Linked DNA regions of Mus musculus: regions 1 and 3 are each linked to region 2. Evidence: chromatin contacts called from public Hi-C and promoter capture Hi-C data. All regions are on one chromosome and are shown on one strand. The core of a region is the stretch at or near the end of the contact, and the rest is flanking DNA. Distances in the headings are between cores, read along the strand shown.

Region 1 (4,635 bases), core at 1,292-3,791, 190 kb after region 2:
CTGCCAGCCGGGCCATAGGACTATCATTTGTGCCGTGGGAACTGTTAAGAAGTGCTTGGGATAGGTTTTGGAAGAAACAGGTTCAAATCCAAGCCTCTGCTACACGAAGCTGTATGCTGGGGGCTGGTCTGGTGCTGCTATATATTCAAATGTTAAATACTGTCCCCTCAGGCCCCGCCCCACCCCCAAATCTGGTTGTCCCTGACTAGCAGCAGTTCCTCAAGTACATGAAGTAATGCTATGCAAACTTTGCTCCCAAGTGTAAAGCTATTGGTTAAATAAAAGTGGCTACAGACAGTTTTGGGGGAGAATAGAATGTGTGAAGTTTGAGTTGCCGGGCTGCAGGTAGCAGGTGAGGCAAAGTGGAGAGGAGAAGAACAAAGGAGGAAGGAAGAAGGAGGAAAGAAAAAGGGCGGGAACAGGAGGTCTCCATTAGATATGATGAACCAGGAAGGAGTACATGTCTGAGTGAAATGGACTCTGGGGACAGATGGATGGAGCAGACCTAGCCTGGGAGAGAGAAAAGCAGCAGGCATTTGGGGGAGCACAGCTGGAGAAGTAGTTATTAGAAAAATAGACGAGGGGTAATTTCCCCCAGTCATCTGTGCCCAAGCTAAACAAATAAATCACAGTTTGAGTCTCATTCATTTGGGAGCTAACGGGGATGGAAGTAATTAAGTAAGCTACAGGTGTATGTAGTGTTCTTGGCTGCACTGTTCTCCATAATCAAAGCATCTGCCAGTGTATGGTCTATCTACACACACAGTGCCATGCTCTTTGGCAAAAGGAACAAAGCACCGATACATGTAACAACGTGTAGAGACATCAAGAATGCTGTGGCAAGTGAAATAAGCCAGTCACGAAAGACTCTCCATATGGTCTGATTCCATTTCTGTGACATCCAGAATGGACAGGTCTACAAAGGTGGAGAGAGAGAGAGAGAGAGAGAGAGAGAGCGCACATTGGCCTTCAGGAGCTGGGCTGAGGCAGCAAGTATGGAAGGAATCAAGTTATAATGACAGGAGTTTCTTTCTGGAGTGATAAGAACCTTCTAAAATTGGGTAGTGGCCACACAGCTCTGTGTATATTGAAAGTTGCTCATTAGATCATTTTTGATGAATGGAGTGTATGGTATTGATGCCCGAGGAGTCAAGATGTCTGACTCCACACACATGATGTCCACACAGGCACCACCCAAGGCACTCAGTAGAATGCTGAACTGATGGACACACAAACCATCAGGGAGACTGAAGTTCTTACACCAATCCTATAATATGCCCTATGTGTTTTGAGGCAGCTCACTGAACTCTCAACCCCTGCTGTAAACCAACCTTCATCTGTAAAACCAGGATAACATGGAGACATCCTTTGGGAATTGTGCTGGAACTGAAGATCCCATGGAACGCCCAGGACAGAGCTCTGAATAATGACCAATGAGAGCAGTGTGGCTTTCACTGGGGACTGCTTCTCCCTACTGTGTGTGAGAAAGGACTGGGTTTTGAGGAGCCCAGAAGAGGTGCTCTGCATGGCAGACAAGGACAGAAGCTATCAGATCGCAAAGGGGGCTTTGCCAAAGTGGGAAGACAGATGCTTATAGGGTATATAAGTGGTACAAGTGGGGGTGTTCCTAGGGAGATTAGAAGGACTTAGGCAAGAGAGAGCCTATGTCTTTAAAGATCTCCCTGACCCCAGGAGGAAGATATATGGGAGGAAGAAATGAAAAACTCCCAGCCGAGGCAAGATTTATGTGATGGCTTATATTAGAGAGAGACAGTGGAGGGTGTGGGAGGTAAGAATACACCATGTGGGTACCTCCCAGGCTTCTGCCTTGGGTAAGAGGGGACCAGGTGGAAAATCAGGTTGGGGTAAGTGGGACAAGAGAAAGAGGGGGCAGGAGGTGACTGAGTATGATGATATTAAAATTATTTTCAGAAACTCCCAAGTATACAAATCTGTAAACAGTAATGAGTATTCACAAAGTTGCCCCTCCCCCTTTTAATGTTAGTTGCTTTCAACTAAATTTAGACCCTTTGGTTACAGAGCTCAAATTTTAAGCCTCCACAAAGGTAAGTTCTAAGCCCCTTGTTGGCTCAGTGCCACAGATTTCTGGAACCCAGAAGAAGAAGTTTTCAATGATAGAGCAAGTTAGAACCAAGTGAGCCATGGAAGGGAGGAAGCCATACAGGAAACTTGAGACAGCAATTCGTCTTTCAGCCCCACCAGGCCAGGCAAGTTCCCAGCTGCCCACAGGAGTTCAGGGAGGCCTGGGGAGTACACTTGGGGTAGAGCCAAGTGCACTCGGGAACAACCTTCAGTTTTGGAAGGTGTGAGCCAGGCTTCAGAGCAGAGTGCTCTTAACAATTAATTCTGGAGCCTCAGTCTCTGATTCCTGGGTGCAGTGAGGGTGCGGGGTGGGGGTGGGTAAACATTCATTGCAGCAGCGTCAGGCCAAACTGAAAGGAAGTCAACAGGAGCCAGGGCTTCCCTCTCAAGCAGCTCTTCCGGTTTATGCGTTTATGCGGAAGTGTTTCCTCAGGTTTCCCTGCCCCCTTTGTGTTCGTCCCCAGCTGCTTGCTTTGTGTCCTCCTGGCTGGGAAATGTCTCTCAAAGGCTGAGTGTTAGTCTTTGTGACCAGTCTGTGAAGCTGTTGGGAGGCGGTGCAGTCTTTAGGAGGTGGGAGGCTGGTTGGAAGAAGTTAGTTCACTGACACCGTTCCCCCTCTGAGAGGTGATTAGCTCTCTTCCACCACATTCCTCAGCAGGATACCCACCCAGCCCTTCCATGGCGCATAAACATCTGACCCCAGGGACCATGGCCTGGAACCAAGGAATTCAGAAGCCAAACGTTTTTTTGTCTTTTAAAGTCGATTTCCTCAGGCATTTTGTCACAGCGACAGAAAGCTGACTAGCACACACACAGAACTTGTGGGCCTCTGAACTGATTTACAACCATAGGCCAGGCAAGGATATGGACAGCTCTTCCATCTTCTGCTGTCTGTCCTTCAGTCCTATTATGACATCCAAGGCAAAACCTTAAACCATCTGGGGATCATACAGAAATGCACCAGGAGGCATTAAAATCAGGTTGGCTGAGATAAACAAATCAAAATGACCTGCCCATGTTTGGAATGCTGTCCCAGGCTTGGAGCTGGGCTCTCCCCTGCCTAAGTGGCCACCACTATCCCTTCTGATACAGTACGTATGACCCACACTGTGGAGATCTCCAATCTTGTTCAGTCTTCAGGGCATACCATGGGGCATGCCTCTGATTTCTAGCTGAGAGGGCCCACTCTGACTACAGAGAGCTGAGAGCATCCAAACAAAGCAGTGGGAGAGCCCTGATCTAATGCTGGCTGGTCGACTTCTATAGAGATCTGCCTGCTTAACTTTTTCAAGGGGTGTGTCTCTCTATCTGCTACCTGCCCATTAGTCGTATAGTGGTCTCATTTGAGTTATCAGGCTGGTGTCATAGTATTTCACCATTGGTATACATGGTTTGAAATTATCCACAATTTCAAGTGCACAAGGGATCTCGGAACTTGTCCTGGCAGGTAAAGGGGAACTATGGTAGCTTGAGTGGTTTTTAGCTCTATCATCTCTCTCCTGTCTGGGACTATGACGACAGGATTGTCACACCTTCTGTGATGGCCCCACAGGTCCCCAAGGCTCTGTGTAAGTCTCTGCAGTCTGTCTTCTTAGGTTCTAGCCTTTCTATATGCATTTTGAAGGGCGTGGTCGTTTTTGTCTGGCCCCTCTGTTTGGGTGATGAGCTCAGCTGGTGAAGTTTGTTTGTTTTATTTTTTCAGTTCTAAAATGTCCTCAGGAATTTTTCTATTATCCATACATTCGATGAGATTTTGCATCTGCTCACATCTGGGATGTATGTTTATAATTTCTCACTGAAGTGTTTTTATAATGGCCACTTCGTAACCACTGTCAGTTCTTACTCTTCTGTTATTCTAATGTTGCCTTTCTTGTCTCTTCATAACTCACTGTGGGATATTCCTGATGGATTATGTTGAAATTAAAACCTCATTATGAGGTATGGGATCTTACTCAAACCTTCGATTCAGCTTGCTTTCTTTGACACTCTTCTATCAGGAGAACGGAGTGTGGCCAACTCAGTGCTTCCAAGTGAAGCTCAGGGTCCTTATGTGGTCCTCATGGACTCTCAATGGGCAGCCTCCTTGTTACTTGGAAGGGGTGAGTAGTGCAGTGGTTTCCATGGATAACCCCCTGTCTGGAGCCACTGTGCATGTCAAGTTTTTGTTTCCACTCAGCCAATAGGTATAGCCTTCCAGGAGGTAGTGAGAGATTCCACTCTCTACCTTTATCTTACTCTCTGACACCACACTGGTGTCAGAAGGAAGGGTGTCAAATGAATGAAGGGGAAGGGTGGGGGCTTGCTACAGCCCACTGAAGGTGTAAGATTGGCTTCCTCCTTCATTCAGCTTTTGCTGATGGAGCAAAGTCTAGGTCACGGTTTTCTCTGGAGCATCTGGAACAAAATGGAACTGTCTAAAATTCTTCTATGTTGCTGGATCCTTCACTTGGACACAGCTAACATTTTACTCCTATTTTGCTTTAAAAAAAGAGTGTTTGTGTTTGTGTGTGTGTGTGTGTGTTTGTGTGTGTG
Region 2 (4,159 bases), core at 955-3,454:
ATCAGTGGGGCTTGGGTGGGGATACCCTGCCACGTGGGGAGATGGAAGCAGGGAGACTCAGACAGGAAGCTGGACTTCCCAGCTAACCTTGGCTACTTTCCAGGGTGTTGCACTGGCCTTGGAGTCTGGGCTGTAGCCAAGGAATCCCTGTGCACTGGCCCCATCCTCAAGAGAGCAGAGCTAGTACACTTAGCAATAGACCAAAAGGAATCTCAGTTCATCATGGCGGCTGTGCCCCAGGAGGTCAAGGCACTTGCCTGAGATGTCACAGGGTAGCCCTCCTGACAGTCTGCCTGGGCCCTTCTGGGCCATCATGTCATGAAGTACCAGTTCCCAAGCAGCCCTGCCACACAGTAGCTCCACCCAATGCCACCTTCTACTTAAATTTCCAGAACTCTGCTTCCCCACAGTCCTCTTGGTGGCTTTCCCAAAAACTTTAGAATTGCATACAATGTTGTGACCCTGGGAGGGGATCCAGTCATGAGCCCAGGACCATAGCCAGGAGTGAACACAAAAATCAATGTGTACTTTGAGACAGAGACCAACACACACACACACACAGACACACACACAGACACATACACAGACACACACACACACACACACACACACACACACAGAGAGAGAGAGAGAGAGAGAGAGAGAGAGAGAGAGAGAGATGTCTTTATGATGACCCTCCCTCCCATACTGGGGATTGAACTTGGGGCATCTATGCTAAACAGGCCCTCTACCACAGAGCCACACCCCCAACCGTGGATGACAGATTTCTCTCCTCCTTGGAGTTCACTTTCTCTCCCTTGCCCCTCTGCAGTTTCAGGAAAGAGGGATGGGTACCCACAACCCTGTGTACTTGGGAAAAAAAGAGATAGCAGAGAGTAACCCTCTCTACCCAGCCCCCAGTTGACACTGGCAACCACTGCAGACATGCAGAGGCACTGGGAACTCCTGCCCCATTGGCCCCAATGCCTGAGGTCCTGTCAGCTGAGGCCCTGTTCAGAAGGACTTTCCAGAGTCTAAGTAAAACATGGGCTGTCCGGGGAGAGGGGAATTTTCTCTGACCCTCTCCCTGCCTCACTTTCTGCTTCGATAGAGCTGCCTGATACAGGGGCTACAGGGTGACCTGTGGGCAACTAGATCTAAATAGAGGCTGAGAGGACAAAAGGACAAGGATATGTCCTAGTGAAGTCCCCTCGCCCATTCATCTGGAAGCACTAACGAAAAAAGAGCACGAACCGGAGTGAAAAGCAGGGATGGTTCAGGGACAGACAGAGTCTCCAAAGTCCTGAAGCCAGAGGCCAGAGGCTTGAGAATATGCAGGGGACTCGGGGGTGAGTGGCAAGCAGTAGGAAAAAGGAGTTGGGGAGCCAAGGAAGGGATTTATCCTTCCCACACGAGAGACTATAGTGCCAGGGATAGGTGCTAGTGGCGCAGGACCCAGGTTGTATAGGGATCAAGGGTCTGTGCTCCTGGGCAAGCCTGTGAAAACAGCATGCAAGCCCCTAGCTCTATCTAATCCCCGCTCCATCCCGCACAGCACTAGGCAGACCTCAGCTCTGCGTGGGTACCTGGCTGGCCCGGGAGATGCAGCGGCGGACCAAATCTCTGATGTTGTTGTGTTTGTCCATTTGGAAGTAGATGGTGGCACTGGACTTTTCCTTCAGGTAGGGCTTCTCAGCCAAAGTCCAGGTGTGCAGCAGAGCTGGCTCACTGCCTTCCGAAGCCACAGGGAAGTAGGTACCTGATTGTAAAGAGCAGGAGTCCAGTCCTCTGGGTCCTGACTCAGCCCCTCCGGCAGAATCGGGGGCATCAGGGGGCTCCTTGGCCTGGGCCTGGATGTACTGGGCCTCCGCTGAGGACAGGAAGTCTACCTCTCCTTCCTGACTGAGGGCGCGCCAGTAAGCCTCTGGACCGCCATCCAAGAGGGCATCTGTGGCCAGCCGGGCGCTCTCATTATCACTGAAGTCAGCTCTGGCTGGCCGGGTCCACTGGTTCTTGACATCTTCCAGACGTTTCCGGATCTTGCCCACATGCCTTGACCGACTCATGCTGCTGTGTTGCTCAGTCGTGGAGGGGTGGCCAACCGCGGAGCTCTTCCAGACGTAGGAAGAATGCGGACGACACCAGGGAGGAATAGGGCTCCCAGTATTCCTAGGAAGCTATGGGCTTCCCATACTGGCTTGCCGAGTTCCTTCCTCCCCTCTTGCCTACTTGGAGAAATGGTTCTCACTGCCCCAACAATGCTTCTTGGGGATCCTCACCTGCAGCCCAGGGATTGGCTTATCTCCGAGAGCCACCACCCTGCCCACAAGTCAGAGGGCTGGATCAGTCATTGCCTTGGCACAGTCAACCATGGGATATTTCCTCCGCTTCAGCCTCAGGCTGAGCCGGCTTTCCCACTTGGTTGCACAACACTGAGGGCCTGGAACCCTCCGGCCTTTGTTACAGTGAGGAGCTACTCCTCCAGCCCCACAGAACCAGCCCAAGGGATAGACAGGAGCAAGGAGGACTGGGCACAGGTCCCCTTTGTGCTCCCTGGCTCAAACTCCGTTGGGTTCATATAAGGCCAACGAGAACTTCCCCAGGAACCCCCTCTTTTTCTTGCCCACCCCTTCCCTGTCCCGTGAAAGAGTGTCTGTCTAGTATTTGCTATTGACCTGTTTGTTCAGTCTGCACAGAGTTCCTAGGTCTGGGCAGTGTGCTGACCGTTTGGGGAGTATGGCTGCAAGTCAGGCTACTATTTCGTGGCCTGGGAACCCATAGGATCCATGTCGGGGCTGGAGGAGGGGTGCCATCTGTGAATGAACTCTGTGACCTCTGAGGAAGTAACCTGTGCTTTCTCTTCAGACCAGGTCCCAGACAGCTGTGGGATGGAACATCTGGAAGCCTGACTGGCTTCGATTGGGCTCCGCAGGAAACAGGCTAGGAAGAGGAGCTGAGCGCAGGCATCTTGGAAGAGGACTCCAGAAAGCAAAAGTGGAGAGGGCCATGGGGAGTTGAACGGCACAGGAAAAAGATGCTTGTCTTGGGCAGGTTGACTCGTGGGATGAGGTAGTGACCATCTGGAGTTCATGAACATGATAGGACACATGGGGGTGGGGGTTCGGTTCACTGAGAACTGTGTGATAGGAGAGTCACAGCCCAGTGTTCCTACCTGCCAGCCTGTCTAGGGCCTCTCATGCCGGGTTTACCCCAGCAGCCGGCCCGCCCGAGAGCCCACTGAGTGCTTGTGGTAACAAAGCTGCAGTTGGTTACAGGAAGCTCTAACTGCGGGAGGGATGACACCGGGGCACAGAAGCCTGGCACTGGCAGTGCCTGCTAAGGACCTGTGCCAGGGAAATCCAATCTTGTGCTGTCAAGGAGCCAGAACCCGGGAAGAGCCTGATGCCTCTGGGCCATTGCCACTCTCCGAAGGAAGGCAGAGCTAGACTTCTAGGACCGTAGAGAAGTGGCCCAGGTGACTTGGTCCAGCAGGATGGTCTCAGTGTTTAAATCAGAGTGCAATTCAAAAACAAGAAAAGCAATTTAAAAAGGAACGTCTTTCCTCTTAGGACAGACTACGAAGGAACCCAATTCGCAATCTCAGACAAGCCTCCCCTTGTTCTAGCTTCTCTCCTCCCTTGGTCCCTGTTCCCCGAGGACAAACCCATTAATCCCTCCTTGGCTCTCTGCCCTCTCTCTTCTTGCTCCTGGAAGTGGACCTGCTCCTCTCTCCCACAGCCTCCTCCCTCTTCCTCATTCCTGGGTCCCGCTTGGTTCATTCTCAACACTCTCTGATTTTTTTACGTTTCCTCAGTCCCCTTCCAGTGAGACAGACCCCAGGCAGAGGGAACACCCCATGGGATTTGCTATCCACGCCAAGGGGTATTTTGTGCCTCCCCGACTTGATACTGTCTGGAATGACCCATGCAATCTCTTCCATACTTGGCAGTCCTGGAACACTAAGGCAAACTAGCTCTCTAATATTGAGGGCTACATGAGTTACTGGACCTCAGAACAAAGAATAGGAAATTGAGGACCAGAAAGACTGAGTAGTTTGCCCAAGGTGGTGCAGCCAGGAAGTGACCGAGCCCAGGCACTGGTACTCCACAGTCCATGAACTTCCTCTGTGAGCCCCACTTTTTCTGCTTCTATTCCCACTCTTCAAGCTCTGTAGAGTCTC
Region 3 (4,126 bases), core at 1,025-3,524, 230 kb before region 2:
AGCTCTCCCCCCAAAAAGCTCAGCCCCAGCATTGCCTCATCTCTTAGCCTGGTTGGTGTTTTAACATTTGTTTGGGATCTTCTGCGGGCCTTTTACAAGCCATTTTTATTATTGCTGCACTAATAAATTATTTATGGTGGGAAACCAAACTCAGAAAATCCTGGCTACTTGAAGACAGACTTTATTAAAAACATCTCCTTCCCCCTTGCAACACAGAACCCACAAGACACACTCGGTTCCTCGGCCTATCCAGCCTCAAGGCACAGTAGAAGAGACACTGCCACTGGCTACAGAGGCAGGGCTGTGGAAGAAAAGAACTGGAAGCTAATTCTCTAGCATGCTTTTATTTCTCTGCTTCTGCCCAGTGCCACCGTAGGTCCAGATGAATGTGACTTCCCAGGTCTGACTAGTAATGATGGGAGGCCAGAAGTCACCCTAAAGCAGTAGTCACTTATTCACACAAGAATTGCCTATGGAGAGACTGGTGAGTTGATTTGGTAGAGAGATATCATAAGACCCAAAAATTAACCTGCAAGCCCCACCGGCCAAAGAACAAGGACTAGGTAATTCCTTAGAATGCTGGGAGTTGTAGTCCTTGGAAAATATCAAAGCCACCTGGGAAAATACAATGGCCTTCAAAGCCTCTGTAAAACATGTCTAGGGGCCGCCACGCTGGGAATTCCAGAGAGTGGTCCTGACCAAAATTTATCCTGGTCAGTATTTAATTAAAGCTTGCTTCAAATTTGCCTCAACGTGGTAGAATTGCCCACCCCCTCCCCGTGCAAATCACGATTAACAGTGTCTCCATGGACACAGTGCTTGATGAACAGTCTTGAGGACCTGAGCTCAGACCCCCAGCACCCATGCAAACAAACAAACAAACCAACCCATTAAAGCACCTATATCTTTATCCTGGTGCTGGGAGACAAAATCCAAAGAATCAGAGGTTCATCGGCCTGCCAGTACAGACAATAGAGAGCTCCAGGCTCAGTGAGTCTGACCCAAAGATAAATAGGGACAAACGTGAGCAAGGAAGACACCTGACATTGACCTCTGCCCACCGCGGGCACACAAATGCACACTCTCTCAGAGGATGGAGGAAGATGGGATGGTTATGAATGGCCAATTCTGTGCCTGGTGGTAAGGCACTGGGCTGAGATGTCTCTAGACTAAAAGGGAGTTATGTTCTGCATAACAGGGAGGATCGCTCTGAGTTGAGAAGTAGCATAAGACCCTAGGTAATCACGGACTTAACCCTCTCTGAGGACCCCACAGCCTTTCACCTGAAAAACAGACTGGCCACCCCCTCGTGTTAGGAGAGATAAGCTCTTAACAGACTCTCTTCCCTTTCTGAAGCGGCCGTGAAACCCAGGAGGACTTTATAGCTAGAAATCAGAGAACACCAGGAATTGAACTCTGCGTAAAGGAAGAGAAAGAAGGGTTCCTGTGGTTCCACAGCCAAAAAAGCCCAACCCTGGGGCACTGGAGCAGCGAGTGTAGCCTGAGACTCCTTCCTGACTCCACGACCCTGGAGGCTTTGTTCTGAGCCAGGCGCCTCGACGCCAGCGCTGCTTGCCCAGAGTCCCTCAGAGTGGGACCCAAGACTGTCTCAGCTCTTCACTTCAACGCCATGGGGTCCGGACGCTGCGGGGGCCTCTTCTTTCCCCTTCCTTTGCCACTGGGGTAGTCGAGCTTGACAGCAAACGCATCAAATGACAGCTTTAAGGCGGAAGGAGTGGGGGTAGTCCCTCCCCGCCCCTACCGCACTGGGTCCCCTCTTTCACTTAGCACACCCTGGCGCCTGGAGTCGGTACTGGCAGTAAGAGAGGTTCAAAGAATGCACCCCTACCCGTCCCCAGACGTTCTGGCCTCCCCCAAGGCTGATCTGCCTGCAAAGATCGGTCCCGCAGCTTCCAGACCCTCTGGGACTGACAGTTCCCAACTCTCTAGGCTTCCTTGCTACACCCTGCTTGTCCGGGACCCGTAGAGGGGACCTAGTGCCGAGTGCAAGACCAGGATCTTGGTGGCGACAGCTACGCCTGATGGGGGAGTAGGGGAGGTGCAGAGGTGCCAGGGCACCGAGGGTCAGCGGGACATCTGGCCTGGCCATGCGGCTTCAAGTTTCCACGGACGCAAGGTTGTGCAACTGCGAGCAGAGCGAGAGCCGCGGGCGCCTCGGAAAACAAGGCGAGCCTATAAACAAAGCCACGTGGCCTCGGGGCGCGGGGGGGGGGGGGCGGGCTAAGAGCAGGCGGCTCTTCCGGCAACAAAGAGACGGGGCAGCGGCCCGGGATAAATACTGCGCTCGGGCAGCCGCTCAGCATTCCCAGAGTCAGGAGGCGACCTTCCCCAACGCCTGCGCCCCTGTGAGTGCAAGGATCCCCGCGCCCACCCAGGATCCGCAGCCCTCCACACTAGTTGACCCACTCTTGTCCCGGTCGCCGCCTGCGTCGTTCCCCAGCATCTTCCCAACGCGCCGCATACCCTGGGCAAGCCAGGCCGGTTCCTGGCTGTCAATCCGTCCCGTCCGTCGGTCGCGTCCGCGCTCTGTACCATGCCGTTCCTTGGGCAGGACTGGCGGTCCCCGGGCCAGAGCTGGGTGAAGACGGCGGACGGCTGGAAGCGCTTCTTGGATGAGAAAAGCGGCAGCTTCGTGAGCGACCTCAGCAGGTGAGGACATTCGCCGACTTCCAGCCCCACAAAACTGATTTTAGCTGGTCGGGGACGAGGGGGAAGTGCACACCTCAGGGGCAGGTGAAGGAGGGCAAGCAGGTCTGGGCCAGAATAAAGAGGGGGCTTCCGACTGAAGGGACAGGAGTGAGGTGCCGGGATTTCGGTAAAGGTCGCCAGAACCCGAGAGATGGGTAATTTAGTGTCTCCTCCTGATCAAGGACAGTGTCTCCCAGCAGAAAAGATCCCATACAGAACCCAGGATCCCTCAATCTGGCAATAGGGGATTATGTCCCTAAACACTTGAACACAGGCGCACAACTCATGGACTCTTCCTTTAGATCCCGCAATTGCAGTCACTGTTTTAAGTGGGTGCTAGCGACTTGGCTGTTTGCCTTTCACTGTCCTATGACAGGACCCCAAGAGTACAAGAGCGGTAGTAGTCACAAGCCGGATGACGGGCCCTGCCATGAGTGCTTGAAGGCTCTTCCCACGCGCAGTCGACGGCTGAGTGGGCCGAGAAAAAAAAAAAGTGACTGGGAGGGGCAGCCGATGGGCCCCGGGACAGCTTGCGGAGTGGGTCGTTGTGGTAACGCTTAGGGGCTGCGGAGGGAGGCAGGGAAGAAATGCAAGAACAGTGCTCTGCTTCAGGAAGGACCAGACACTTGCACCTGTTTCCTCCGTGGCCCTTTCGGTCTTTATACCGTGAGCACACTCCCATCCTTAGTGGTGCCTGCCCGCTGCAGAAAGACCACCCAGACTTGAAGTTTCACCTGAGCTCCGCTGTCTAGTGAAATCTGAGGTCAGAACAAGTGCCCACTCATAGAGTATCAGGTCAAGAATCAATCCCCAGCCTGGACAGCTGACTCCCTGAGACACCTGAGGAACCGACAGAAGTTTGTTTGGAGGCGCTGGTGCAGTTGAAGTCACCTTTCGGTGCTCTCTCCTCCCACTGTCCTTTGATTAACACACACACACACACACACACACACACACACACAACCTGCATCCCTAAGCTGACTTCAACAGAGACTTTTGTGAGTGTGCCAGGTGACGCTGAGTGAGATTTGCCAATGGTTGCTTGAATAAAGGTTTGGTAATTAATTATCAAGAAACCAGTGGGACCTCCAGGGCCTCCCATTTGTTTGTGATTTGTAATGCTTGAATTCCCTTTGTCTCCTAATGAGGTGAAACAGTTCCCTGAACTTAGGGCCTTCCAGGAGAATCAAATATATTAGCCTTGTGTTAGGTCCTTTTTTTTTTTTTGCAAGTCCCAGGGGAGTTTAGAACACTCTAAAGAACTCTTACTCACAGAAAATCAGATAAATTACCAACCATTGTCACCTGACTGTTTCCCAGCGAATGAAGTTAACGGTTATACCTAATACTTTTTCCTCAACTAAGTGAGAAGGGGGTGCACCAGAAGCGTTCTCCTCCTTGGAACCATCCATCTTCG

The links. Promoter capture Hi-C pulls out the DNA fragments that hold promoters and counts their contacts. A called contact is a pair of places that touch in the nucleus more often than the background predicts.
Region 1: a Hi-C map of nephron progenitors shows a contact between it and region 2, with 2.4 times the contacts expected there. A contact is called at or near these places in 1 of 484 Hi-C or Micro-C datasets (nephron progenitors), 3 of 130 datasets of targeted methods (the SCID.adh cell line, bone marrow-derived macrophages and embryonic stem cells) and 4 of 9 other capture datasets (adipose tissue, embryonic stem cells, liver and 1 more).
Region 3: a contact with region 2 is called in a promoter capture Hi-C map of liver, with 2.0 times the contacts expected there. A contact is called at or near these places in 1 of 39 promoter capture datasets (liver), 4 of 484 Hi-C or Micro-C datasets (CD4 T cells, CD8 T cells, granulocyte-monocyte progenitors and 1 more) and 2 of 130 datasets of targeted methods (pancreatic cancer cells and thymic regulatory T cells).

The regions. Positions count from the first base shown.
Region 1 is chr15:57,791,062-57,795,696 of GRCm38.p6, reverse strand. All of the region lies in intron 2 of Zhx2 (zinc fingers and homeoboxes 2), which reads right to left. Among named protein-coding and RNA genes, the nearest start is that of Zhx2, 99 kb to the right of the region's middle.
Region 2 is chr15:57,983,948-57,988,106 of GRCm38.p6, reverse strand. It overlaps Fam83a (family with sequence similarity 83, member A), which reads right to left and starts at 2,204. Exons shown (of 4, transcript NM_173862.2): 1 at 1,566-2,204. The coding sequence starts at 2,045.
Region 3 is chr15:58,213,040-58,217,165 of GRCm38.p6, reverse strand. Fbxo32 (F-box protein 32) reads left to right here and starts at 2,274. Exons shown (of 9, transcript NM_026346.3): 1 at 2,274-2,670. The coding sequence starts at 2,555.